7 separate regions of the Mus musculus genome follow, and all the other regions are linked to region 1. Evidence: chromatin contacts called from public capture Hi-C and promoter capture Hi-C data. All regions are on one chromosome and are shown on one strand. Each heading gives the region's core, a stretch centred on a gene start, on an enhancer-like site or on the middle of the called end of the contact. The rest is flanking DNA. Distances are from core to core; before and after follow the strand shown.

The links. Promoter capture Hi-C pulls out the DNA fragments that hold promoters and counts their contacts. Capture Hi-C pulls out chosen DNA fragments and counts their contacts.
Region 2: a capture Hi-C map of macrophages shows a contact between it and region 1, with 6 times the contacts expected there. The contact joins the promoter of Nasp here to the promoter of Stil in region 1. A contact is called at or near these places in 1 of 39 promoter capture datasets (cranial neural crest) and 1 of 9 other capture datasets (macrophages).
Region 3: a contact with region 1 is called in a promoter capture Hi-C map of pre-B cells. The contact joins the promoter of Tmem69 here to the promoter of Stil in region 1. A contact is called at or near these places in 3 of 39 promoter capture datasets (cranial neural crest, neutrophils and pre-B cells).
Region 4: a promoter capture Hi-C map of pre-B cells shows a contact between it and region 1, with 3 times the contacts expected there. The contact joins the promoter of Pik3r3 here to the promoter of Stil in region 1. A contact is called at or near these places in 2 of 39 promoter capture datasets (cranial neural crest and pre-B cells).
Region 5: a promoter capture Hi-C map of pre-B cells shows a contact between it and region 1. The contact joins the promoter of 2510003B16Rik here to the promoter of Stil in region 1. A contact is called at or near these places in 2 of 39 promoter capture datasets (cranial neural crest and pre-B cells), 1 of 484 Hi-C or Micro-C datasets (B cells) and 1 of 115 datasets of contacts at active chromatin or transcription factors (embryonic stem cells).
Region 6: a contact with region 1 is called in a promoter capture Hi-C map of hematopoietic stem and progenitor cells. The contact joins the promoter of Lrrc41 here to the promoter of Stil in region 1. A contact is called at or near these places in 9 of 39 promoter capture datasets (the HPC-7 cell line, cranial neural crest, erythroid cells and 6 more), 4 of 115 datasets of contacts at active chromatin or transcription factors (embryonic stem cells, epiblast stem cells, extraembryonic endoderm stem cells and 1 more) and 3 of 9 other capture datasets (adipose tissue, embryonic stem cells and liver).
Region 7: a contact with region 1 is called in a promoter capture Hi-C map of pre-B cells, with 2.8 times the contacts expected there. The contact joins the promoter of Nsun4 here to the promoter of Stil in region 1. A contact is called at or near these places in 9 of 39 promoter capture datasets (3T3-L1-derived adipocytes, the C10 cell line, the HPC-7 cell line and 5 more), 1 of 484 Hi-C or Micro-C datasets (B cells), 2 of 115 datasets of contacts at active chromatin or transcription factors (extraembryonic endoderm stem cells and stem cell-derived neural progenitor cells) and 1 of 9 other capture datasets (adipose tissue).

Annotation. Positions count from the first base shown.
Region 1 is chr4:114,998,314-115,001,970 of GRCm38.p6, reverse strand. It overlaps Stil (Scl/Tal1 interrupting locus), which reads right to left and starts at 1,853. Exons shown (of 17, transcript NM_009185.3): 1 at 1,624-1,853.
Region 2 is chr4:116,626,145-116,629,801 of GRCm38.p6, reverse strand. It overlaps Nasp (nuclear autoantigenic sperm protein (histone-binding)), which reads left to right and starts at 1,851. Exons shown (of 16, transcript NM_016777.3): 1 at 1,851-1,912; 2 at 2,373-2,470. The coding sequence starts at 2,412.
Region 3 is chr4:116,553,839-116,557,495 of GRCm38.p6, reverse strand. It overlaps Tmem69 (transmembrane protein 69), which reads left to right and starts at 1,553. Exons shown (of 3, transcript NM_177670.4): 1 at 1,553-1,623; 2 at 2,593-2,728. The coding sequence starts at 2,687. It also overlaps a transcript of Gpbp1l1 not described here.
Region 4 is chr4:116,219,992-116,223,648 of GRCm38.p6, reverse strand. It overlaps Pik3r3 (phosphoinositide-3-kinase regulatory subunit 3), which reads right to left and starts at 2,041. Exons shown (of 10, transcript NM_181585.6): 1 at 1,236-2,041. The coding sequence starts at 1,341.
Region 5 is chr4:116,122,107-116,125,763 of GRCm38.p6, reverse strand. It overlaps 2510003B16Rik (RIKEN cDNA 2510003B16 gene), which reads right to left and starts at 1,924. Exons shown (of 3, transcript NR_131048.1): 1 at 1,648-1,924. It overlaps Rad54l (RAD54 like (S. cerevisiae)), which reads left to right and starts at 2,075. Exons shown (of 18, transcript NM_009015.3): 1 at 2,075-2,702; 2 at 2,782-2,868. The coding sequence starts at 2,700.
Region 6 is chr4:116,073,268-116,076,924 of GRCm38.p6, reverse strand. It overlaps Lrrc41 (leucine rich repeat containing 41), which reads right to left and starts at 1,656. Exons shown (of 10, transcript NM_153521.2): 1 at 1,318-1,656. The coding sequence starts at 1,516. Uqcrh (ubiquinol-cytochrome c reductase hinge protein) reads left to right here and starts at 1,855. Exons shown (of 4, transcript NM_025641.3): 1 at 1,855-2,009. The coding sequence starts at 1,956.
Region 7 is chr4:116,052,208-116,055,864 of GRCm38.p6, reverse strand. It overlaps Nsun4 (NOL1/NOP2/Sun domain family, member 4), which reads left to right and starts at 2,054. Exons shown (of 6, transcript NM_028142.5): 1 at 2,054-2,181. The coding sequence starts at 2,089.

The DNA of each region.
Region 1 (3,657 bases), core at 604-3,103:
TGTTTCGGTTTCAGAAAAAAAAATCTTGTCTGAGGTAGACAAAGAGGCTTAGTAGTTGCTGTCGCAAGGCTAATGATTCAGTTCTCAGAATTCGAGGTGGAAACAAAGAACAGACTCTGGAACGTTGTCCTTTGATCTCCACATGCACACAGTGGGACAGACTTCTGCTCTCACATGCACATATCACATACATAGCACAACAGCAATGCTAACAATAGATAACAATCTTAGGGCCTTACGTAAGATGGCTCAGAGGCTAAAAGTGCTTGCTGTCAAAACTAACAGCCTGAGTTTGATCGATTCCGAGGACCTACTGGCAGAAGGAGCCGACTCCTGAAAGTCATCCTCAGACCTCCACATGCACACTGCAGCATACATGTGCACATGCACACACATGAACACACAATAAATACATTTTAAACACTAATGAAAAATTTAAAAAATGAATCATCTGACTCAAGATAGAGGATTACTAACAAAGGTGTAAGTCATTTAGAAGAGACCTTTTCTATATAGTCTAAGGCTAAAAATATTGGGAGAGCAAAGTTCTACTGGATATAACCTTTAAGGATCAATTAAAACTTATCCCAGAGATATGAAACTTCTTGAAATACAGGCTTGTTTTTCTTGTTTGTTTGTTTGCTTGTTTTAAAAGAAGCCTTTCTTTAGCAGTTGACTGCCATGGTATCAGTAATCACACTGATAACTCTACCCCCACAAAGTATAAGTTTTCCTCACCAACAGGAATGACTTAAGTGCCTGTCTCTCCTTTCATGCATTAGGTCTTTCTCATCTGAAAGCCACCAAATGAGATTTGATAACTAGCTCATCTTGATAGTATTACTTATAAAGCTAATGGAGCCAAAGCTGTACAAACCTGTACCTAACAAAAATAGTCTGCTCAGGGAATGTCTTCATTGTGCAGCAAATGAGGACCATCAAGTCACCCTCACCTCTTCTCCCTCTTACCCATAGAAAGTTCTTTCTGGCCTCCCACCTTAGCTGTCCTCCTCAGCCCAGCCAGATTTACTGACAAGTCCCTCCAGTGCAGACACAAATGGGTTTATGTACAAGTTTTTCCCCTGACTAGAAAGTCAATAGCTTTTCTTCATATATAAAATAAAAACCCTTCATATTAAGGTCCTACCCAATTACTGCAACCATAACCCCGGTCACTCATCCTCCAGTCCTAACTCGACTATCAGCAGTCGATAGGACTACACAGGCTGTCCTCCCCTTCCTTTGGAATTTCCTACTAAATCCTATCATCCAACCCCCAACACGAATGTGCAATCTCTCAGGGTGACATCACTGTCTTTGTGTTCAGACACTGTACGTCCACGCCTCACTTTTGACATAGGTCTACTTCCTGTAGACCACGGACTATAAACACGTAATAGATTCCTTACACAGTCTGGGTCAGATAGAAAGAATGCAAAAAAGCAAGGATCAGGGTTTCAGTCTCCAAGAAATTTCTACAGTGAAGTCAATCTGAGGCACGTCACAATGTAAACTTCTTTCCCATTTTTTAGCAGTGAGGTCCGCCTTCTTTCTCCCCTGGCGGCCCTGTGGTCATCGGTTCCACCGCGCTAACTCCGACCTTACAGGCCGCTTGTTACTCACCGTGCTTCCCGGGCCCGTAGGGCGCCTCGGGGAATCAGGAGCTCAAAGATCCACCGTCGCTGTTGTCACGGCCGCCGCCAAGCTAGGGTTTGGTTGTTGGGCCCGTTTGTTGGGCACGCAGAGTCAGGATCCAGGTAGCGTCTCAGATGACTGCGGCCCCGCCTCTGGGACGTTGGGGTCGCGGGAACCGAGGCGGCAAGCGCTCGCTGGAGGGAACCAAAGGGCGCGCCGCGCCTGCTGATTGGCCAGAAGCCCGGCCAGTCCCGCTGCAGGGGCGGTACCACGGTCGTCACGCAACGTCTCAACTGCAGACTGCTGTGACGACCAATCGGAGCCCAGCCTGGGATTAGCGCTCGCCCTATCCCAAGGTTCTTTAAAGAACCGAGGGCGCCATCGCAGCTCTGTGTCACTACTCAGAGGATTTAAACCTTCATTTGGTCAACGGTTAAGTTCCGGTTTGGCTGGCATTGGCCAAACGCATGCGCAGTTAAAAAAAGAAATCCCGGCTGGTTTGCTGGAAGTGCTTCCTGCACAGATTGTGGTCTGACTGCTGGGATCCACTTAGCCAAGCTTGGTTCTCCCCTGTAATTCCTGCGCTCTTCCGAGGCAGGTGCTGAGACAGGAGGCTCGCCACGAGTTAGAGACAAGCTGGAATTATTTAGAGACCCTGTCTCAAAAGACTAGAGTCGAGTGTGGTGGTGCGCCGCCTTAGTCCCAGCTTTGAAGAGGTGGGTGGAGGCAGAGAGGTCTTCTAAGCTACGAAGCAAATCAAAGACCAACTTGGTCTGCATGAGACCCTGTCTCAGGAGAAAAAAAGTTTTCAAGCCCTTAGATGATCAGAGATAGAGGAGGTTAAATTTGCTTTAAGTTGTTTCTAAAATATGATCGATCTTACCAATTTTGGGAAATTCCTTCTCGTTGAACAGAAAATACTGGTGGCTATTTATACTTATTTCCAGTGCTGATATTGGGGACAGTTGTGGTGTGTGATTTATGTGTGCGTGCTGCCAGAGGTCCATGTTGGAGATCTTTGAGATGATCAGGCATTCGTTGTAATTAAAACAAAACAAGAAAAGACTTAAATTAAAAAGGAAGCACGTCTATAGTGTTAGGGGAAGGTAGCAAACGTGTTCTTAGGATTAGTTCATGTTACATTAAACTTTGTGTATTTTTTAAAAGGCAGGTAAAAATCTAAATACATAAAAGACTTTAAATTAATAATGTATCAATGTTGGGTTAATAGAAACAAATGTACATACTTATATAAGATGTTAAAAAAAAAAAGAGGAAAGTGCGTGGGAGGTGTGCTTCATTTATTTTCTGTATATCTGAGACTGTTCTGGGAGGCTAGTATGCAGCTAAGTAGTAGTGTAGGACCCCAGCATGTGCAGGGTCCTGGGTTGAGTGACTAGCACCACACACTAAGTAAATACTTTTAACAGGTAAAATCTGGGGCTGTAGAGATAGCTCAGTGGTTAAGAGCACTTGCTGATCTTGCAGATCATCTTGGTTGCCGGCATCCTGGTTAGATAGATCACAGTTGTCTTCTGGCCTCCTTGGGCACACCCATCCCTGGCTGCCACACATGCATAGCCCATAAATAAATCTTAAAAGGTTATGAAACCCAGTGCTTGTGGTAGTGCACACCGTTAATCCCACCACTGTGAGTTCAAGGCCACCGTGGTCTACAGAGCTAGTTCCAGGACAGCCAAGGCTGTCTTGGAGATCCCTGTCTTAGAAAAAAAAAAAAAAATCAGGAAAAACAAGAGGAAACATCGGAGAAGCTGAAGCATCATGAGAACTCAAGTGTCAGCAAATGGTGAATTAAACATTTTATTGGCACTGGACTTCTAAGCAGGATGTATATGTAATGTTATGCATAAATACTTGTGTGTTTTGAGACAGGGTCTCATACAGTCCATGTTGATCTTGAACTATGGAAGTAAGGATGACCCAGATCTTTCTACCTATGCCCTTCAAGTGTTGGGATTATAGGGGTGGGCCCCACACCTGGTTTATGCCATTCTGAGGCTT
Region 2 (3,657 bases), core at 602-3,101, 1.6 Mb before region 1:
TTAATTTTTTGTTAAATTCGTGACTCAAATATCTCATCCTATTTAACATTAACAAACAAACAAATCTCAAAGGAAAATTAAAGATCTGGCAGTTAACTAAAACATGTAACACCAGTTGCTGGAAAGGTGGGTCATCAGTTAAGAACACTTGTAACTTCCGAAGGACTGGAGTTTGGTTCCTAGCACTTATATCTAAAGGTTCACAACTACCTGTAATCCCAGCTCTAGGGGAATCAATTTCTCTTACCTCTATTTCAACTCACAATCACAAATCTATATTTGTATACATAATTTAAAAGATCAAAGTTTGTGGGTTTTTTTTTGTTGTTGTTGTTTTGTTTTGTTTTTCTGAGACAGGGGTTTCTCTGTGTGGCCCTGGCTGTCCTGGAACTCACTCTGTAGACCAGGCTGGCTTCGAACTCCCAAGTGCTGGGACTAAAGGCATGTGCCACCACTGCCGGACAAAATTTTTTTTTTTTTTTGGAAACAAGATCTCACTATGAAGCCTTGGCTGTGTTGGAATTCCTTACATAGATTAGGTTGCCTCAACAGCTTCTGCCTTTGGAGTGCTGAAACAGGTGTGCTGTCTTAGAACTAGCTCTGTAAAACATTCTGGGTTCAAATCCAGGGAGACCAGTCTGCCTCCTGAGTGCTGAGATTAAAGGTGTGTGCTAGGACTGGAGAGATGGCTCACCGGTTAAAGAGCACTGGCTATTCTTGGAGAGGAACAAACTATCTGTAGTTCTTGTTCCAAGGGTTCAGACACCCTTACACAGACATACATGCAGACAAGATACCAATGTACATGAAATACAACTAAATAAATTATAAAGGTGTGTGCCATCATACCCAAGTTATTTTTTTTTTAAGATTTATTTATTTATTATATGTAAGTACACTGTAGCTGTCTTCAGACACTCCAGAAGAGGGCGTCAGATCTTGTTACAGATGGTTGTGAGCCACCATGTGGTTGCTGGGATTTGAACTTCAGACCTTTGGAAGAGCAGTCGGGTGCTCTTACCCACTGAGCCATCTCACCAGCCCCCCCCAAGTTATTTTTTAAAGGAACCCACTTATTTCTATTTATCCATTTTTAGTTCTTTTTTTTTTTTTTCATTTTGTGTGAATAAATGCTTTACCTACATCCATGTCTGTGCACCATATGCATGCCTGGAGCTTAACGAAGTGGTGAGGCGCCTTGTGGGTGCTGGGAATTGAAACAGGATCCTTTGCAAGAATAACAAGTGCTCCTAACCTCCTAGCGAATTTTCCAGCCACATTTACTTTTATTTAATGTGTATGAGTGTATCTGCATACATAAATGTGTACCATGTGTGTGCCTAGTGGCTCTGGTGGTCACAGGAAGGCATTGATTGAATGCCCTTGAACTGGAGTTACAAAAGGTTGTAAAAGAAGGCGTGTGTGGTGCTGCTCACCTGTAATCCCAGCCCTCGCAATCACAGGCAGGCAGATGTCTGTGGGTTAGAGATCAGTGGGTCTAAATAGCAAGTTTCAGGCTAGCCAGGGATAGACTGTAAGTCCCTACCTAATATATATGAAAGAAAAAAAAAGAGAGACAGCTAAAATATTTAAAGTGTTTTAAGTACAGGATTTAACTTAACAACTTGGACGTGGGTAAAGTAAGATGATGGCAGCAACGGATTGGATCAGTCAAAGGCGGTGGATCTAAACACCCGCATCCCTTTGCCCCTCTAAGAGTTTTGAATCAAGCGCGATAGTTTTATCTGTAGCCAATCCTAGAGCAGCATCTTGTTTCGTCAGTAGTTGCTGAGGCCCAGAGCCACGCGTCTGTCTGGTCAGTTCTAGCCGTTGCTGCTGTACTCGTGCTCAGCTCTTGCGTTTCCATCCGTTAAGACTGAGAGGACATAGGGAATACCTGTCACCTTCTCGGGTATCCCCGTCAGAAAGACACCTTCGGGACTACTTTTTCCACAGTCGCAGAGACTCACTGGCTCCACTTAATTGTGGAATCTCTAGGCTGGCTCCCATTCAGAAGTTGTAGTACTGAGATTTTGCTTCTATCACGACTAGCCACAGAAGCAGGAAATTGTTTGATTTTTGTTTTCTTTTTCCTTTCTATCTTACTTTCTTTTTCTTTTTTTCTTTTTTTAAGGAAAAACGGGCTAGGGCGGGAAGATACCCAAACGGGAAGGGATACAGGGCTGTGTCCTTGTGACAGAAAGGTGTTGAGTCCTAGTCCTTTAAATCCGAGGGGGGAGGATCCGGAAGTGGATGGGCGGGACAAGGGACCTGGTATATAAGAGGGCCTCAACCGCGCGGGGTCTCCAATCTGCCATTTTCTCTACCTGAGTGAGTCTCTGCTGTCCGGAATTCTCTGGTTTTCTTCGCAGGCAGTGTTCTGCCCACTGGCCCACCACCTCAGGGGAACGATGGCCACAGAGTCTACAGCCGCTGCTGCCATCGCCGCGGAGCTGGTTTCCGCTGACAAGTAAGCGGGACTGTGGCGAGCTTGAGGCCAGTCCTCAGGGAGAGTCCGGGGACTTGGCTTCCCGGGCGGGACGGGCTGGTGGGTGGGACAGCTGCCTTCCCCGGAACAACGGCGGCCGTGCGGAGAGGGTTGCTCTGTGGAGAAGCCCTACTTGCGAAGAGCTGGCGCGCCAGCGGTAACGGCGGGTGGCTGGCGCCCCCTGCCCGGCTTTTCACGGCCGCCATCTTGCCGGGGGCAGCGGTGGCTGGCTCCATCGCCGGCCCCTTTTTTCCACCCCTTGCCCGAGGTTGCCGGTAGGTAGGCGGGGCCCGGCTCCAGTCGGTCCTTGAGCCCCTCCTGATCGCGCACTCCTAGGGTGCGTCTCTGTAGAGAGTCTGTAGACGTACCGAGAAATTGGCCAACAGATTTGGCGCCAAAAAAAAAAAAAAAAAAAAAAAACCCACACGAGGATGGAGGCTTGGAACAGGGGACGCGGGTGGGTGGGGCCTCTCAGAGGGCGGGGCTTTGCACGCTGATCGTCGTAGTTTTGGCTCTTAGGAGTGGGCGGGGCCTGTAGGAGGCGGGAAAACTCCATTGTTTGGAGTGGATGCTGCTTTTGCCGGGTCGGTGGGGCGCAATGAATTTTATTATATACTCACTACCAGGTTTACAGTAATCTTGAGGGTGGCTACGGGACTGAAGCTTTGTAACTCTTAACCTTTGCGGAGAAGTGTCTTGATTCGTTAGGTTTTCGGTATGTGGGACGGGGATTTTGTTGCTTCAAGGGACACTTTACTTGCGTAGTGTCTTCGGTAAAGGCTGTATGTAGCTATCAGTCTAGTGTTTACTTGCTAGATGAGTTTGCTAAGCGAAAGGACCCCAAAGGAGGAATGCTTGATTTGAGAGCTTTAAAGTGCTAATCTAACTTGATCTCTCCCATATGCACAGAAGCATTCATCAGTTCGAGGAAAGAAGTTATTTTCCATACAGGTTCGATTTTCCAGTTTACCTTGCCTTTTTTAGGTCCTGGATTCTATTTTTTTCTGTCCCTTGAGCATTTTTTTTTTTTTTAACCAAGTTTTGCCTTGGGTAAAAGTAAAGGTGTCTGTGAGATATTTGATTGGTTTTTCTATAGGTTTATGTTTTAGATGACGTTTCACTCCGTACAGTTTACCCTATCACCTTTTGGTTCCTTTCCTAGTGGGTTC
Region 3 (3,657 bases), core at 304-2,803, 1.6 Mb before region 1:
GCCCCCGGCGCCCTTCGGCGCGACGCCGGTCGGTCCACTCTCCCTTCCGCAAAGCCTTCGCCTCTCCTTGTGCCGCTCTTGGGGCGAGGACCAGCCGAATTCAGCACGCCCCTTTAAAGCTCCCAGCCGGGTCCTCCGGCCTGGGAGCACGTGAATATGGGAGGATATATTTGTACCAGTTCTTCCCCCACCCATTCTTTCTTCACCTTCTCACACCTCGATTGTGAACCAGATGCTTCGCCAACTACTAGAATTGTCAAACAAGTAGCGGAAGAGTGTGTTTTCCGAGCCCTGTACACCTTTGCCCCTCCATTCACAGGCGCGCGCCGTGGAAACTACAGTCCTAGGCAAGCCATAGACACACACATACTCCCGCCCCTCCGGACTAGAGCATGCGCGGCGGTGTGGGCGCACTACCTGCCGGGAGTTGTAGTTCATGGGCATTGCAGGCGTCACGGAGCCGCCAGAATGGAGGGTTGAAATCTGCTCCAGCCCAGTCTTTGCTAATAAACCCCCAAAAGAGTCTATAAGCACTCTCTTGGCTATTGCACGACAGGAAGGGACCGTACAACCTTGCCAGAGAAGGTAATAAAACTGGCGGACAGCGTCTCACTAAAAACGAATGTTTCAGGAAGTTAGTTTTACTGCTTAGAATGGAGGAAGTAGTCAAAAAGGAGTCCCTACGTAAATGAACTCTCCTTTTTGTCTTCAGCTTTTTACACAAGGAGCCAAGAACGCTCGAAGTACTTGGTAGCTGTTCCTTTTGGTCGACAGATGGCAGGTTGGGGGTGGGAGAGGAGACTTAGAATAAATCACACAGAGGATAAATTCAACAATGTTACTTCCTGGATGACCTTCAAGCTCAATGCCCCTAACGCCACACTTTGATTCATAGAATTCTGAATGTTGGGCCCCAGTCTTCTGTATTCCTCAATGTAATTTCTAGGTAATAGAGAATAAGGTAAAAACAAAATCAACACCTCTTTCTCGCCCAGTGGTAGTAATAAAGGACTCAAATGCGGAGGAAGATGTGTCCAGTCGACTCAACAACGTTGTTTTGCAAGTTAAGCGTTCCAGGCAATCCTGCCTTTAAAAAAATAAAATAATTCCGTAGGCCAAATCAGCCAACTCCAAGTCTCCTCCTAGCTTCTTCCACTACTGTTACTGGGGGTTATTTCAGAAATTGTACTCTACTTCCTGAATATGTGTGTGTGTGTGTTAAACTGGTTAGAGATCCCATAACAGAGACTTGTAAGGTATCTGAAAGCTGACTTCAATTAGAATATTTTAGACTAGCCCTCAGCTCTGTGGTTAAAGGCACTTACTGCTCTTACAGAGAACCTCAGATCAGCTCCCAGCACCTATACTGTGGGGAATCCAAGCCTCTCGCCTGAGTGGGCACATGCATGAACATCCACATTAAAAATAATGTAAAATAACTGAGGGAGGGAAGCATTCAAAAACGGAAAGAGAAGAGTCGGAACTTGCTACCGTTAATTCCCATCCGGACCCATTTTCCTGCACTCAGGAAGTGGGGGGGCTGTGTGATTCCAGTTGCCGGAAGTGTTGTTTCGGTGTTTCTGGTTGAATTTGTTCAACTTTTGCGCCGTGTGATGGTGGCAAGTACGTTTCAGGGTTGTCAAGGGTACACTTTGGGAAGGAGGTGGTGGTGGGGTCACTAAGGATTGGTATTGGTATATAGATGTATAGTTACCCCACGCGTCTTAAGGACCTTTTGTGTCTAAATTCCGCTCGTGTCGCTAAAATGTCAGCTAGGAGCTTCCAGTTTGTGGTAGTTGCGTTGGCGAAATGAAAACATTTGGTCATTTTTTTTTTTCGTGGAATGAGCGAGTTGGCCACGGCTTTTAGTTTTTTAATCTCCACATCAGCTTCTGTCTCAGGGCTTCAGCCTGATTATAATCCTCCAAAATTAGAAAACACGTGCTCCACTGGTTACTGAATTCCAAAAGGTGGAGAATATATGGAAAACATTTAATTACATTGCTTGATTCACAACAAAGCGATATTTGTGGCTGCTCTCATTTATAGTGTAAAAATTCCACAGCCCCGAGTACACAATAACTAAAGAGAATATATGATTATTGGGAACAAAAGGTATAACTGTCAGTTTTAAAGATGAGGCACTGGTGCCTAAGAAGTGGTAGAGATGTTTGCTAAATCCAAATGTTCAGTTTCACATTGCTCTTTTTATTAAACCAAACAGCCAAAACTAAAATTATTCTTCAGAAAACAAAAACAGCACAAAACGTATTTCCTTAATATGTGACACTTTGGCAAATAAATACATAAATAAATCAAAATAAATTATGTTTCATCGAAGAGATTTTCTTGACTTTTTGTTGTTGTTGTTGTTGTTTTGGGTTTTTTTTGAGACAGGGTTTCTCTGTATAACCCTGGCTGTCCTGGAACTCACTCTGTAGACCAGGCTGGCCTTGAACTCAGAGATCCGCCTGCCTCTGCCTCCCAATGCTAAGTGCTGGGATTAAAGGCGTGCACTACCACTGCCCAGCAACGACTTCTTATAAATGTATAAAATGTATACAATTAAGCGATATCTTGTTTTATGTATAGGGCGTTGCTTCAAATTCAGCCATCCCCCTCAACTATAAAAATATATGAATCGGAATTGCATTTTCCCTGGACAAAACCCTGAGCAGAAACCAGAATGCTACACTTCATCCAGAAAGTTTCTGGAGCATCTTCAAAGGTTAGTTGAGCACTATTTGTCAATAACTGTTTGGCTATGGCAGATATAGAAATATGTATTCAAGTGAGGAAGGAAAACAATGGGCAAATTATAAATAAGTAAAATATTTACTATGTCAAATAATAACTGCTATGGAGTACTATACATCAGGGAAAGAGAATAGGGAATATCAAGAATAGAGAGAAGCCGGGCATGGTGGCACATGCCTTTAACCCCAGCATTCGGGAGGCAGGCGGATTTCTGAGTTCGAGGCCAGCCTGGTCTACAAAGTGAGTTCCAGGAGAGCCAGAGCTACACAGAGAAACCCTGTCTCGAAAAACCAATAAATAAGCTACAGAGAAACCCTGTCTCGAAAAACCAATAAATAAATAAATAAAATAAAAAAATAGAGAGGACCAGGGCTCTAGTTTGACCCCAGCACCCATGTTGGGTGGCTCACAACCACTGCTAATTCATCATTAAAGGACTTGAAGCTTCCACTGAGGGTACCCACACACATGAAAATAAGAATAAATCCTACCAGAAAATAATAGACAGGATTATATAACATAAATAGGAGGTTAGAAAAGAAGAATGGCCATGTAGGCAGCTGAAGGAAAAGCATTCTTACTGAAGACAAAAGGAGTAAAGACCAGCAGGAGCTCAGTCCCTGCATGCTTCTCGGGGCTCACCATGACTGGTAAGTAGTGCTCCTTTTAATTTCAAAGTGATATTTTTTAAAGAGCTTTTTTTTAAAAATGTGTATGGGTGTTTTGCCTACATGTATATCTGTGTTCCACCTGTATGTGATGTGTGTGGAAGCTAGGAGAAGGTGTAAGATCTCCTTGGAACTGGAATTACAATTGGTTGTAAGCCACCACATGTGGCAGGAATCAAACCTGGATCCTCTGGAGAAACAGCCAGTGCTCCTAATCACTGAGCCATCCCCC
Region 4 (3,657 bases), core at 792-3,291, 1.2 Mb before region 1:
ACTAATTTTTAAAGAAGATAATTTGCCACTCACAAGGATGCAAAAATAATTGCTACTACCTTCTACAAGACATTTATACTCCATTATACTTGCATGGACTCCATTCCTTTCAAATGTTTCCAAAAATATATAGTCTTATAAAAAGCAAGGTTCTCTAATGAGAAACACTTTATTCTGTAGGTTAACTATAACACAGTTTAAAAGGCAACCAATTTATCCTCAATTAAAAACAAAGAATCACAAAGGCCCTCTGCTTATTTAAAATCATTACATAAAGCACCATCTATAAATGCAAAGAGGGTTTGAATATCTGACAGCTATAATAACCATAAAATGAGGCACACTTTAAAGAACAAAAAAACTTTGTTTTGTTTTGTTTTCTCCTTCACTGTGAGAAACACAAAATAACTCTAGTGGCCTCAAAGTCCTCAAATAAAAATATATTTATATGTACAATTCACATGTACATATATAGAAACCTATCACAGATATGTATATATCCCATTCACGGGAAAGAGAAAGATTCTTTATTTTTAAGAGTCGAAATTATATCAATTCTACCCCCCAAATTAAGTTAAATCACCATAAATTAATTAACGAGTAGTAAAATACTACATGCAGACCTAAGAAACTATATGCATAGGAGAAAAAAAGCCTCAGACTAAGGCCATGAATGAATAAGAACGCACAATCCCTGAAAATCACTAACCGGCATTTGGTTTCTATGAGAGAAGCACGGAGTCTCAAAATGAATAATCACAAAGGCAACTCAGTTTCTAAAGTTAACCAAGGTAAAATAACAACGAACCATAGCAGATAACTGCACTAAAGTATAAGCTTTAAGGAATCGCCACAAAGGGAAATTCTTCAAGCATGGATTATAATACATCCCTTGCCAGCAGAAATCTTGATTAAAAAAAAAAAAAAAAGTGGAGGGCCGTCAAAACCCTGAATGACATGCAAAGGCCAAACCAAAACGGGTCTTTCCTCCCACTCCAGTCCCCCCGCCCCCACCCCCTCAGGACAATGGGATCAGGGTCCTAACTGCAAACTTTAAAGGTGTAAGCCAGAGCAGTTTTACTGCAGCTATAACTGCAATCTACCCCTCATCCCGAACCTGGCGCACCCAAGAATACTTCTGGCCTGAAAACGTCACCGGGGTTTTGTTAAGCACAAATCAGACCCATCCAAAAATTTTAAAAAATAATAAAAATAACAAGTTTGCTCTCAAATACCTGGAGGATCCATTTCAATATAAAATATCAGTTCTGTCGAATAGGGCATCATCACCTCCCTCCAGTCTGCGTCATCGCGGTCCATACTCCACACCGTATTGTACATCGCGCTGTCAGGGGCAGGTCGTCGGGAAATATATAAAAAGCATATATATCTTTTATCTGATATTTAAAATCTAAATATATATTTGCAAAAGTTCCACACGGAAATGTACTTGGGGGTTTCCAACGGCCAGTACAAGTCCAGCCAAACTACTAGGATGAGGACAAGGTCCTCCTCTTCTCTCCTCCTAAAGCACCCAACAAAATACCCCGAACTTTCAAGCTACGGGGTTTTTACCTCAGAGGGTTACAGGGAAGCTCGGAAAGCAAAGAGCAGTGGTGTTAAAAAGCAGCTTCCCGAAAATCCTTCCTACACAATCGCTCTCCAAAGGGAAAAGCTCCCACCGCCTCCTAATCTTTCAGCGGAAGCCACTTTTGTGTCCTTCGGAGAAGAGAGAATGGAGAGGAAGGGGGAAAAAAGAACGCGTTGGGAGAAAGCTGGGGAAGTGACAAAGGCTTGAAAAGGGGGTTTGCGTTCAAGTTTCGGGGTCCCACTGGTCTGCGGAGAGCGATTCCCTCTGGGATTGGGACTCGGGCTCTATTCGCGTCAGGCTGGGAACCCAAGCTTCCGCAGCTTCGGGATGGCGACCCCTTGGAGAGTCCAGTCAGCTCGACTGTGCCCGAGTAGTAAAGGTAACCACGACAGCGCCGGCTCCCCTCACGCTCTGCCCTGGCTCCAACCACTAGAGTTTCATTTTAACTGCGCTGAGGGGACCTCCTCCCCCGCCCTCCCCCCTTGCCACCCCCGCTGAGGCGCCAACCAACCGGGCAGGACAGGAGGAAGAGCCGGTAGCTCGACTGTCCTTTCCACTCCTTTGCACCTTAACTGCAAAGATTGTCAAGTGCCTAAGAAATGAAGACTGCCACCACCCTCCGCTTCGACTTTTAACTCTCCCCGTCAGCCTGCGAGACTCGACACTTTAATCAGACTTTGCCATTACCCCCTAGCCTCGCTCAGAATGGTACAGTCCGGGCGCTGGCCGCTCGCCAGGAGTCGGAGCCGGGCGCACGCGAGCTCCTCCAAGAGTGGGGGGCGGATGGTGATTGGCTGAGCCCGGTTGCCGGAGCCCGAGCCTGCGTCTTTTGTCTGCCCTGCTCCAGCTGAGGAGCGGAGACGGCTGCGCGCCCCAAGCGAGCCAATCAGGAGATAGCCGGCGCCGGCCGGTAAGGCGGCGATTGGTCGGACCTCAGTTACTAAGCGGGACAAAGGCAGAGGGGAAAAGAAAAGAGGAGGAAGAAGAGGGGGTGTGGAGAAAGAAAGAAGGCGCAAACGGCGGTTACTGACAGGCTGGGCGAGCGCTCGGGGGCTCAAGCTGCCCGGAGACTGGCGGGGCTTCCCGCTGTGGCTCGGTCCTCCCGGACGAGTGACGAGGGGGAGAACGGGCTGGCGCGAGACTCTTCTGCCTGGAGACTAGCTGCGGGGGGAGGGGAGCGGCGGCAGCGGGGCGTGCTGTCACTTGGCGGGGCGCACACTCTTCTGCTCCATTGGAAGTCTCTGGGCAGAGTTCCTCCTCACAAACCTCTTCACCTTGCTGCGTTCGCCCTCCCCTACCCCGGTGTTAAATCATCAGATACAGCAAAGGTCGCCAAGCCCACTTGCAGGACTCTCTGTCCAGACAAGATCCCCATCGTCCCCCACCCCACCCCCCCCACACACACACTCCCTGAGGGTACCTGAACCTTGAATGTTCCTTGGGGAGTCATCCCCCCCCCCCCCCGCTACTCCGCTTCACACTGAAGGACTTTAGAACCCATAGTTACGCTCAAGCAAAGAGTGAGGCATCTCATCGAGCCCTCCAGTTCTAGTACTCAAATCAGAAAATAAAGAAATAAGAATTAAATAGATTTTTTAAATTACAGTGTCTGTGTGTTTTCTGTGGTAAGTCACAGGTGTTGCATTCCCCTACCAAAAAGGCGCTTTTCTGTTTCCCACTTCCTAACACACAGGTCCCTCCTTCCAAGCTTAAAGTTCTGAGACTTGCTTCAGAAAAAATGCTGAACATTTTCATGCATTTCAGAAACAGCTAATTAACTTGCTGGGGAACCCTGAATAGCTAACCTGTGCCTAGAATTGCCATCCTGCCATACAATACAGTCTGAGGAGGCCAAAACGGCTGTTTCCTCTTTACACTGGAGTAACAAAGCCCATTGTGTTTGAGTTGACAACCTGATTTAAGCTTGAGCAAAACCTATCCTCAGTAGCTCTGTGTATTGACTGGCCTCTAGAAGGGTCTCCACTTTTAATCCTCTACCTCCTAAAGGGTTCTGCCTTTCTTGTTTTGTTTTTTTGTTTGTTTGTTTTTGTTTGGTTTTTGTTTTG
Region 5 (3,657 bases), core at 675-3,174, 1.1 Mb before region 1:
TCCTGTGAAACAGTCTCCTGGGTTGGTTCACCCCTGCCTTTCAGCACCAAGACCCTGCTCCCCTGATCCTCTGCATCCTGATGGCCACTGGTGTACAATGGCTGAGGGGCAGGGGCGGGGGGGGGGGGAGGTAGGCCCACAGATATAGGGTTAAAAATTAGGGAGGTTGGAGGTTGAGCCTGGTGGCATAGGGCTATAATTTTAGCACTAGGAAGTAGAAACAGGAGGTTAGCACTGGATACATCAGACCCAGTCTCAAAAGAAGCAAAACAAACCTTCAAAAAGGAAATACTTGCCAGGTGTGGTGGTGCACGACTTTAATCCCAGCACTTGGGAGGCAGAGGTAGGTGGATTTTTGAGTTCGAGGCCAGCCTGGTTTACAGAGTGAGTTCCAGGACAGCCAGGGCTATACAGAGAAACCCTGTCTCAGAAAAAAAAAAAAAAAAGAAAAAAAAAAAAAAGAAGAAATTGAGATTAAAAAAAAAAAAGGAAATACTTATATATTTTCTAGGGCTAGGTAGAGTTTCTTTCCTTTAAAGAATATTTCTCTGTTATTAGAGCGTGTATGTACATGATGTTTGTATGAGGGTGCGCATGTGCCATGCTGTACATATGGAGGTCAGAGGTCAAGTTTGTGGATCAGTTCTCTCCTTTCACCTTGGTGTGGGCTGTGGGCACTGAACTCATGTCCTCAGGCTTAGGTGACACATGCTTTTATCCACATCCACACATCCCTTATACCCCCCATTTTGAGACAGATTTTGACTATACAGCCCAGGCTGACCTCATAGTCATGGCAAAGAAGTTAACTGTTCTTTTTGTGTATGTGATTTTGTTTTTCATTAAGTTGCTCACAGCCTTCTTGTCTCCCAGCAAGATATTCCTATGGAAATTAAAATTTCTTCGGTTCATTGTTCCCAAAAGCCAAGGAAAGGACATAAGTATCTCTTTAGTATATCCTCATTTCTGCTAGGCGGGCTGGGGATGACAGAGGGTCATAAGTTTAAAGATAACCGGGTTACACAGCAAGACCTTGTCTCAAATAACAACAAACCTCAGCAGTGACCGCCTCACGAAGTTCTACCACTATGCTATATTCCTAGTGCCCCCAAGACACCACACACACACACACACACACACACACACACACACACACACACGACAAAATGGGGACAATAAACCTTATCTGAGGATAGTAAATGATTTATAATAGCTAAGGAGATCCTTTTAAGTAGATAGTGATTAAGTGTAATGGGCATGCTATTTTGATTAGTGAGCACTTAGGTAATACATGGGGGCTATGTTAAATACTTTGAACACTTTTTTTTTTTCCCGTTCTTGGAGGGTCTTTCTACAGAGCTGTCGCTGTCCTGGAACTCATTATGAAGACCAGGCTAGTCTCACAGAGATCTGCTTGCCTATGCCTAGTGAGTACTATAATTAAAGGCCTGCGCTACCAGGCGCAGCTACTTTGTTCACTTTAATTAGACCCTGTGAATAATCCCTTAGGAGAGGTACTATAATAATATCACTTAAAGGAAAAACGGATTTTTAGAGAATGGGTGACTATGCCCCAGGAAAAGACAGCTAGCTTATTTCAAGACATCTCAGACCAATTGGCAGTGCAGCACCAACACCTCCGCTCACCTTTTGACTGGCCACTGGCCTTGCCTGCTTCCAGCTCAGATTTCTGCTCCAGGTCTGGCACAATAAAGAGCCTGAATCAAATTCCCAAAAATGTGCTGCCTTTTGAAATCTATTCCAGTAGCAACTCCTCCGCACAGTACTTCGGTGCAAAACATCTATTTGGTTCAGCTGCTTCGGCCAAAGGCAGGAGCCAGGAAGAGGGACCGTTGGCAAGTAAGAATTCTGGCACCTGCCTGTTGCTGCCACCAGGATAAGCCACAGCTCCTAGTGGTCTGTTGAGCCTCTGGGCGGAAATCCAAGACCCTTATTAGCCTCAGCCCTAGGCCCGCCCCTTCCTTTAGGCCGGATCGTCGAGCGTCAAGTTCACTGAACGCAGCCAATAGGGGACTGTGGTGGCAGAGTGGCGGGAGGTTCGATTGACACTGCCTGGAGGCTCTTAACGCGCGCTTTGGGAAGAGGAAGAATAAGGGGAAAGATACCGGAGTCGCTCTTTGCCTCTCTTCAGCTTCTAAGATTCTCCTCCTCCCAACCTGGATTTTTAACTGGTCCTTCCTGGGTTCCTGTTTAACTTCCCACAAGGCGTTCCTAGGTCTCTGCTTGCCTTCCTCACACTGAGGTTTGATGTCGGTCCAGCTCTGGTAAATTCTATCCCTCTCCTAAGAATTCAGGCGTCTCGCCTTCGTACTTAAGACTGTACTTTTTCGTAGGTGTTACTCTCAGGGAAGCAGCCCAGCTAGGGACGTTATTCCAACTCCACTTTGCTCATCTGCAACTTCAATCTGTCTTCTTTCCCATCCTAGATTTAGACCCAGCTCCGCTTGGACTTGGCTTTGGATATTTTGACCTTGAGGAACTTGGGGACCGACATTCCTGGTTTGGACCCAAGCCTCATCCTCTGATTGCATCCCCTCCCCTCATACCGACTCTTAAGACAATATTTTCAATGATATAGCAACTTCCTTTTATAGCATCCCCTGGTCCTGCATTCTCTGTTGCTGAGTGCTTTTAACTTCGCTGATGGGCACTTGACATTTGATGCTTCTGGGGCCAGGATGGTAAGTGTGACCTTAAGCTGACTTAAGGGGCCTGGCTGCAGGATCACTGCAGGAACTCACTTTCTGTTCTCCCTTGCAGAGGAGGAGCTTAGCTCCCAGCCAGTTGGCTAGGAGGAAACCAGAAGACAGATCATCAGATGATGAAGACTGGCAGCCTGGGACAGTAGTGAGTGTTTAGGGGAATAAGGAAAATGAGGTTCATAGTCATCTTGAGAAAGTACCTTTCATACATTTTTGAAGCTTTTTTTTTTTTTTTTTTTTTTTTTGAGATGAGCTTCTCACCAGGTCTGTAGACTATGGTCTGTCTCCCAAATGCAGTGTGTGGTCGTAGGCATGTGCCAGGCACACCTGGCACTTAAGGTTTTTTTTTTGAAACAGTGTTTCTCTGTGTAGCCCTGGCTGTTCTGGAACTCTGTTTGTAGACCAGGCTGGCCTTGAACTCACACAGAGGTTCCCTTGCCTCTGCTACCCAGTGTTGAAAGTGAAGGTGTTTGCCACTACTGCCCCGCGTAAGTAAATTTTAATGAAAATTTACAGTATACTAAGCATTGGAGAAGATTAATAAAATTGTTATCCTTGGGGCTGGAGAGATGACTCAGTGGTTAAGAGCACTGACTGCTCTTACAAAGGTCCTGAGTTCAAATCCCAGCAACCACATGGTGGCTCACAACCATCTGTAATGAGATCTGATGCCCTCTTCTGGAGTGTCTGAAGACAGCTACAGTGTACTTACATATAATAAATAAATAAATCTTAAAAAAATTGTTATCCTCCAGGTAGGTTCACTAGAAATTAATACAGTTTCAGTTTTCTTGGTGGGAGGAGAATATCAAAACCAAGGAATGGTAATGTTGGGTTCCAGGCCTGCCAAAAGTGGGGGTGGTGGTGTACTAATATATTCTGTGTGCTTCCCTAACTACATAGTATATTCAGGCCAGCCTGGAATACATGAAAA
Region 6 (3,657 bases), core at 407-2,906, 1.1 Mb before region 1:
TCCCCTGCACACTCCAAGGCCAGGAGCCTCCTCTGATGTTACCCTCTCCTCCTCCACCTTCCGTCTGGCCCGACCTGTGATCTCATCCAACTTCAGCCTGACCCTACTCCACTAGCACCAATTCTGTCAGGCCCATGGCCTCCCTCCCTTGTCTCCCCTGAAGGCCCTAACTTTCTCTTTAACTCTCTACTCTCACTTTTCACGTCGTGGACCCTTTCCCCGCTTAAGTTGCCAGGCCGCTGGCCTGCGGTATCCTCCTCCAGCAGGGCCTCCTTGCCATCTGGTCGGGGAGCAGAAGGCCTTGGCTCACACCGGAGCGGAGCGGACTGTCTAGCCGGGTCCAGCCCCTCCGTACCGGCCGCTCTCACAACTAAGGCCTCGGCTCCCTCCTATTCGGCCCAAGGCCTCTTCCCCATGACGCGTCTCACCCGACTCTAGCTCCGCAGTCCGGGATACCCTGGCCCCTGCCCGGCCTGAGGCCTCTTCGGCCCTTCCCGCCGGCCGGTCTCCCGAGCCTGTCCGTGCTTACGGAGCGTCTCCCGGAGCCCTCCACTCACTTTCCTACCTTCTCCACCACCGCCCCGGTCCATCCAGAAGGCCACCGGCGCTACCTGCTCGGCGGGCAGACCCGCAGCTCAGTTTAGCAGCGAGGTCTGGGGCGTCGGTGCGCTCCCTTCAGCCCTCGCTCGGGCCGTCAAACAGGCCACGGCGCTCCCAGCCTTTTCGGCTTCTCCCCGCGACTCCGGTCCCTCGCTCGCTCTCCACTGGGCTGTCCCACCCCGCCCATCCGCGGGGCTCCCGGAGTCCAGGTACCGGTGGTGTGCCCGGCGGACAGCGGAGGCCCCGGGCCGGCAGCGCAGGTGGCTGCGGGCCTGGCCTCCTTGCCTCGGGTCGGGCCTGCCAAAGTCGGTCCCTGCCCCGGGGCAGCCCGGCCATCCCTGCCCCGTCGGTTCGAGATCCGAGAATCCTCCGTTCAGTCCGGTCCAGCCCAGTGTCAGTTCCGAGCCTGTGGCTCCGGCCTGCTACTCCAGCCCCCGTCGCTAGGGCCCTGGCAGCTCTGCCCCGTACCGGGCCTTCTGGCCTCGCCCCCCGCGCCCCCCAGGCGAGCCGCGGCTCGGCTTCACCGGCTCCCTCGGTCTCAGGCTTCACTCCGTCCCGCCCTGTCAGTCACGGAATTTCTGTTCCGACTCCACCATCGAACTCCCGGGGCTCCCAGCTGGGCCTGGCCCCGGGCCTCTCGGCCTCGCCCCCCGCGCCCCCTGGCCGCCGGGCCGCCCCCGCTCGCTGCCGGAGGTCGCCCCTCACTCCGCGACTTACCCCACACCCCGCTCTCCAGAACCCCCATATGGGCGCTCACTGCCCGCCCGCACAGCTCGAACAGGGCGGGGGGAGCGCTGGGGCCCGAGGCCGAGCTCTTCGCTGGCGCCGCCTCCCGGGACGTGGCCTCCATGGTCGTTGCTGCCGCTACCTCACAGAACCAGCAACTCCGGGCGCGCCAGGCCTCGGGCGCCGCCATCTTGGGGAGGTGCGCGAGCCCGAGAATGACACCCGCGGGCCGCCATCTTGAAGAGGTCAGCTTTTAGGACCGCTCCATAAGGGATATGGGGAAGAACAGAAACAACATTAAAAGATCGTCAAACAGAGGAGCAGATGACTCAAGTATCTTAGGGAATACTACTTGGAAAAATACTGTAGATCAACACATTTGGGCAAGAAGTGACCGAAAGGATGTTTCTTAGCAAATTCTTTGCAGGCGTATATAGCAGCTCCCCCTACGTCTCGTAGCTAGCGAGTAGTACAGCCCAATTTGTGCGTGTGTTCGGGACTACGAGGAGTATGCCGCACTTCCGGCCAGGTCGCCGGATATCCGTCGAGTGACCCTTACTAGTCCTTCTTAAACCTGAAGTGGAGTACTACTCTGGTTGCGCTTGTTGGATCCCAAACCGGCTCCCGACATGGGACTAGAGGACGAACGAAAGATGCTCACTGGATCTGGAGACCCCAAAGAGGTAAGGCTTCGAGGTTGGCGGGCCCGGGACCTAGCTCAACAAAGCACCTCCCGGGGCTCTCTTAGTCCGGGTTTATAGCCTAGGGTTTGCGGGGTCCAGAGAGGTGGTTTCCGTTACTTACCTTCAGAATTCTTTGGTTGACCTTGGGCAGATTAATAGCTAGTCTTTCTCGGGATTGGCTTCCCCAAACCAGGAATGTGAAAGTGTAACTGGAGTTTATAATGCTGCACTGATAAACTTGTGTAAACAAACAAACAACCCCCCCCCAGGTTTTTGAGGTTCTAATTTGATAAATGTTTTGAGGTTCTAACTTGATAAGTGCGTGAAGCAAAAAACTAACGTTAGTCTTTAACGTAGCTTAGGTCAGAATTTATTTATGGAGATTTCGGGGACCCTAGTCTTCGGAAAAGTGCTTTCAGGAGTTGGGGTGTAGCTTCATGGTAAAGCTCTTGCCTAGCATTAACAAGCCCTGTATTCGCTTCCCAGCATCTCCAACAAAAAGCGGTTCTTTATCTTTTGGGATGGAGATGGCCGAGGACTTGTGCCTTTGGGGACAGTTTAAGAATGTGTAGTGTAATTCTGTGGTGCAAGAGGGAGCTCTTTCCCAAGTTGAGCATCATTGTGATAAATATTGGCTGCTTATGTGCTGAGTGCTTTATATGCACTAAGATACTTAACTTGCACAGTTTCCCCATGAGGTAAATATCAGGTACATTATATATTTTTGTCACTTTTATTACATGAGGCAGCAAGCAAGGAAGTTTATCTTGAATGAGGGCACACAACTAGCAAGACAATACAACTGGGACTCCAATGCAGACGTCCAGGCTTGAGAGCCAGAGCTCTAGCCCGAGACTCACTTTGCTTCCATTTCCTGTGCATTTGTCTTGTCTACTTCAGGACAAGCCATCAGGGCTTAATGGATTAATTAGTTGGCAAATTATTTATCCCTTAATTTTTTCAAGTTTTCATTCTCAGAAAGTTTAACAGGATACCACAGCAGATAGAAGTTTTAAAATTAAGAAAGTTGGGCATGGTGGTCCGTGTCTTTAATCCCAACACTCAGGAGGCAATGGCAGGAGGATCTCTGTAAGTTCAGAGCCATCCTGGTCTTCATATCAAACTCCATGACAGCCAGGACTATAGAGATCCTTTCTCAAAAAAACAATAAACCAACAAATCAAATAATAAAATGAAGAAAGTTAAATTAATTTTGTGAAAGATCCATAATGAATGGAGATGAAATCTTTTTATTCAGTGTGACTTTGGATTTTCTCATTGGTGGAAACAGAATTAGACCTGTATTTGGATTTGTTTAGCATGGTGTTTTTAGCACATTAGTGTTGTTATAGTAATGCCAATTGGGAAATGACACAGTTGTCTTGCTTCTAGAATGCTAATTTCAGGTGTGTCCCCCCCCCCCCCCGATTTTATTTTTACTTTAAGTGTATATTTGTATTTTGCTTACATGTATACCTTTGCACCACTTGCAATGCCTGATGCCCTCTGAGACCATAAGAGGGCACTAGATCTTCTGGAACTGGAGTTAACGTTTGTGAGCAACCATGTAGGAGCTAGGAAGAGCCAGGGTTTTTTTGGAAGAGAGACAAGTGCTCTTAACTGCTGAGCCATCTTTTGTGAGCATGTA
Region 7 (3,657 bases), core at 805-3,304, 1.1 Mb before region 1:
TCCCTAGCTGACCTTCAACTCGCTGCAGAACAGGCTGGTCTCTAACTCAAAGAGATCCACCTGACTCAGACTCCAGGAGCTCACGGATTAAAGATATGAACCTTTGTCTGCAAAGGAAATAGGAACTCCACAGGAAGATCAACAGAGTCAACTAACCTGGACCCTTGGGACTTTCAGAGACTGAACCACCAACCAAAGAACATACACGAGCTGGACCTAGGCCTCCCCGCACATATGTAGAAGATGTGCAGCTCTGTCTTCATGTGGGTCCCAAATAACTGGAGCAGAGACTATCCCAAAAGCTATTGCCTGTCTGTGGGATATGTTCTTCCAGCTGGGCTGCCTTGTCTGGCCTCAATGGGAGAGGATACGTTTTGCCAAGCAGACCTGATGTGCCATGGTGGGGAGATAGCTGGGGGGGGACCTCCACCCTCTAGGAGGAGAAGAGGGAATGGGGGAGGCATTGTGGGAGGGGAGTTGGTAAAGGGGTAGTGATTGGGATGTAAAGTGAATAAATAAATCAAGAAACAAAACAAAAGGGGCTGGTGAGATGGCTGAGCGGTTAAGAGCACTGACTGCTCTTCCAAAGGTCCTGAGTTCAAATCCCAGCAACCACATGGTGGCTCACAACTATCTGTAATGAGATCTGACTCCCTCTTCTGGAGTGTCTGAAGACAGCTACAGTGTACTTACATATAATAATAAATAAATCTTAAAAAAAAAATTCTTAAAAAAAAAAAGAAACAAAAGGACATGTGCCATCGTGGCCTCATTTGGCTCACTAAAATTTTGAAACTCAAATTCTCACTTGTTTAAGTCTTATTTTACTTTTATTGTTTAAGATAATGACAGATAGCCAGTCGGTGGTGGCGCATGCCTTTAATCCCAGCGCTTGGGAGGCAGAGGCAGGCAGATTTCTGAGTTCGAGGCTAGCCTGGTCTATAAAGTGAGTTCCAGGACAGCCAAGGCTATACAGAGAAATCCTGTCTCGAAAAACCAAAAAAAAAAAAAAAAAAAAAAAAAAAAGATAATGACAGATACGTATGTGACTTGGATGATGAGTACAATTTTTGGCAGGTGCTCATTCTATATTTGTATGAGTTACAGTTTGGGCACACCCTTTTAATCCCAGCCCTTGGGAGACGGAAGCAAGCAGGTATAATTTCCAGGCTAGCCTGGTGTACATAGAGAGTTATAGGCCAGCCACGACTATGTAGTGAGATCTTGTCTCAAAAATCAAAAGGAAAAGAAAAGAGTGTGTTATATGTTTGTATATGTTCATGCATATGTGCATATGGTCTATGAATGGCAGCTGCAGGTCAACACCACACGTCTTCAGATGGTCTCATGGAATCTGGAGCTCACTAATTCAAAGACGTTGGCTGCCCCACAACTTCCAGAGATCAGTTTGACATACTTAACATTTTTAAAAAATTACGACTTAGCTGATTATACTATATGGTGGGTGGCAATACATTATAAGAATAAATGTAAGGTTACAGAAAAGCTGTCTGACCTGTAGCTATGAAAACCAAGCTTGGCCTGGAACTCACAGAGATCCGTCTGCTTCTGCCTTCCAAGTGCTGGAATAAAGACATATGCCACTCTGCTCAGCCAAACGATCATTTCTAAAAATAGTGATCACCCCCTTTCTTCTTGGATCCTAAGCGGCGTAGTCAATTTGATAGTCTCAGAAAGAACACAAAATTAGGTACCGAGTCTTGAAAAGAACCGTCTAAAAGGAAGATCTTGAAACTGGCTTCTATGGCTTCCTAGCAATTCCGCTTCTGTCTATAGTCTGCTCTAATTTCGTTCTACCTCGGCAGCTTTCTCCATGCAGGTTGAGCCCAGAAGGCCTTCCCTGCAACTTCCTAGGAGCTCCTTTAGATGCTCTAGCACAGCCACCGCTTCGTGTGCGCCCCGAGGATTCTGGTGGGTGGGGTGTGGAGGTAGGCGGAGCCCTGGGGGCGCCGCAAGCCTAGCCCCGCCCTGTCTGCCGCTGATATTCTAAGCAGCCCTCAATCCTTCCCGGAACCCGCGAGAGCGCAGCTGCAGTTTCAGTCGGAATTATTGGCGTTGTTAGTTGACATGGCTGCGCCCGTCTTAAGATGTGTTCGGAAGCTGCTGAAGCTCGTGGACTTCACGCCGGTCCCGCGGAGATATCGATATAAGAAGAAATGGGTAAGGTCTGACATTAGAGGGAGACTTATCCAGCCCTTGCGTTTCCCGTCACTCACAGTTGCATTCGGGACATGAACTCCAGGGACCGTAACCTTCTTGGAGCTCTTGTCTCACGCCTGCCTGTCCTTTTATTAACCACAAGCCTCTTCCTGTTGCGTAAGCAGCCCCCTGACTCCGCCCCTCTCTGTTAAGTCACGGCCTGAGCTTTCATTCGGTGACGTTACATCGCCTCATGTTACTTTTTCTTGCTTACTTTTATCTTGCCCTTCCCACCCTTCTTTTTCCTTTTCTTTCCTCCCTCTTACCCTTCCCCTCCAGTCCCATGAACTCTTCCCCTCCTTTCCTCCTTAAAATTTCAGCCCCTTCAACTTCACCTCAAGCAGACTGCCCTAACAACTACTCCTTCCCTCCTGAGTCTCCGTCGTCCTGCAGGAAAGGATTCACCCCTGTTCTCACTCTCGAGGTGCCTGTGGCGCCCGGGAAAGACTTCAACGACCACCTTTCCTGTAATGCTGGCCTTTCTCCAAATGCAGGCAACAGATTCACCAACCCCCCTTACTCTAGAGAACCTTTCTCTTGCCTCACCATTTCTTCTCCGTGCTTACCTCGACGGATCCCCACCCCGCCCCCTCCGCCCCCAGTCCTCTCCTCCCCACCCCCACCGGAGAGGTGCCCCTTTGAACCCTTTTCTCCACTCCTAGGAAGGCTGTACAGACAAGAGCCAGCTGGTTCATCCTCTCCTTGTTTTGACCGATTCAGCCTTCAGGGGTCACCCTCTCCTCATCAGCGGAACCTATGTTGCAACTATATTGATTCCCCAGAATCTCAGCGTTCATGCCCTCCAAGTCCGCGTCTTTGTTATGTGACTTCCCCACCTCTCATTCATCAGGCCCCTAGAGCCAGCCCAGTAACTTCCCCTGAACTTACTCATATAACCTTGGAGACAGGCCCGGTGATTTCGACTCCCCTTATGCCAGGGTCCCAGGGAAATTACTCCATCATTTCACCTCTTCTTACCCATCGGCCCCTGAGACCTGGCCTTGCAATTTCACCTCCCCTTGCTCACCGATCTGTGGAAACTAGACCTCTAACCCCTGCATCCATTTCTCACCGAGGGCCCCACTGTCCCTCTAGAAGAAGTTACAATGATCCTCCCCTTTCTTCAGCATCTTCCCCACCCTCTGGCAACCCTTACCACGACAACCCTATGCCTCCAAACTCTTGTGAACCTAAACCACAGCTTGATGTACCTCTTGGGAAAAATGGCTGTGGCCCTCCACTTTCTTCTCAGGCAGGCATGTCTGGCTCTCCCATCTCACCTCAAGAGGGCTGTATTCATTATTCCCATTTATGCCCAGATTCCCAGATATCTGCCCCTAGGAGTCCTTTCTGTGTTATCAACCTACCACCTGAGAGTGCTGGTTCTCCTAGCTCATCCCTGCCTCAGGCTCTCCAGAAGCCCTGTGTAGGGTCCTT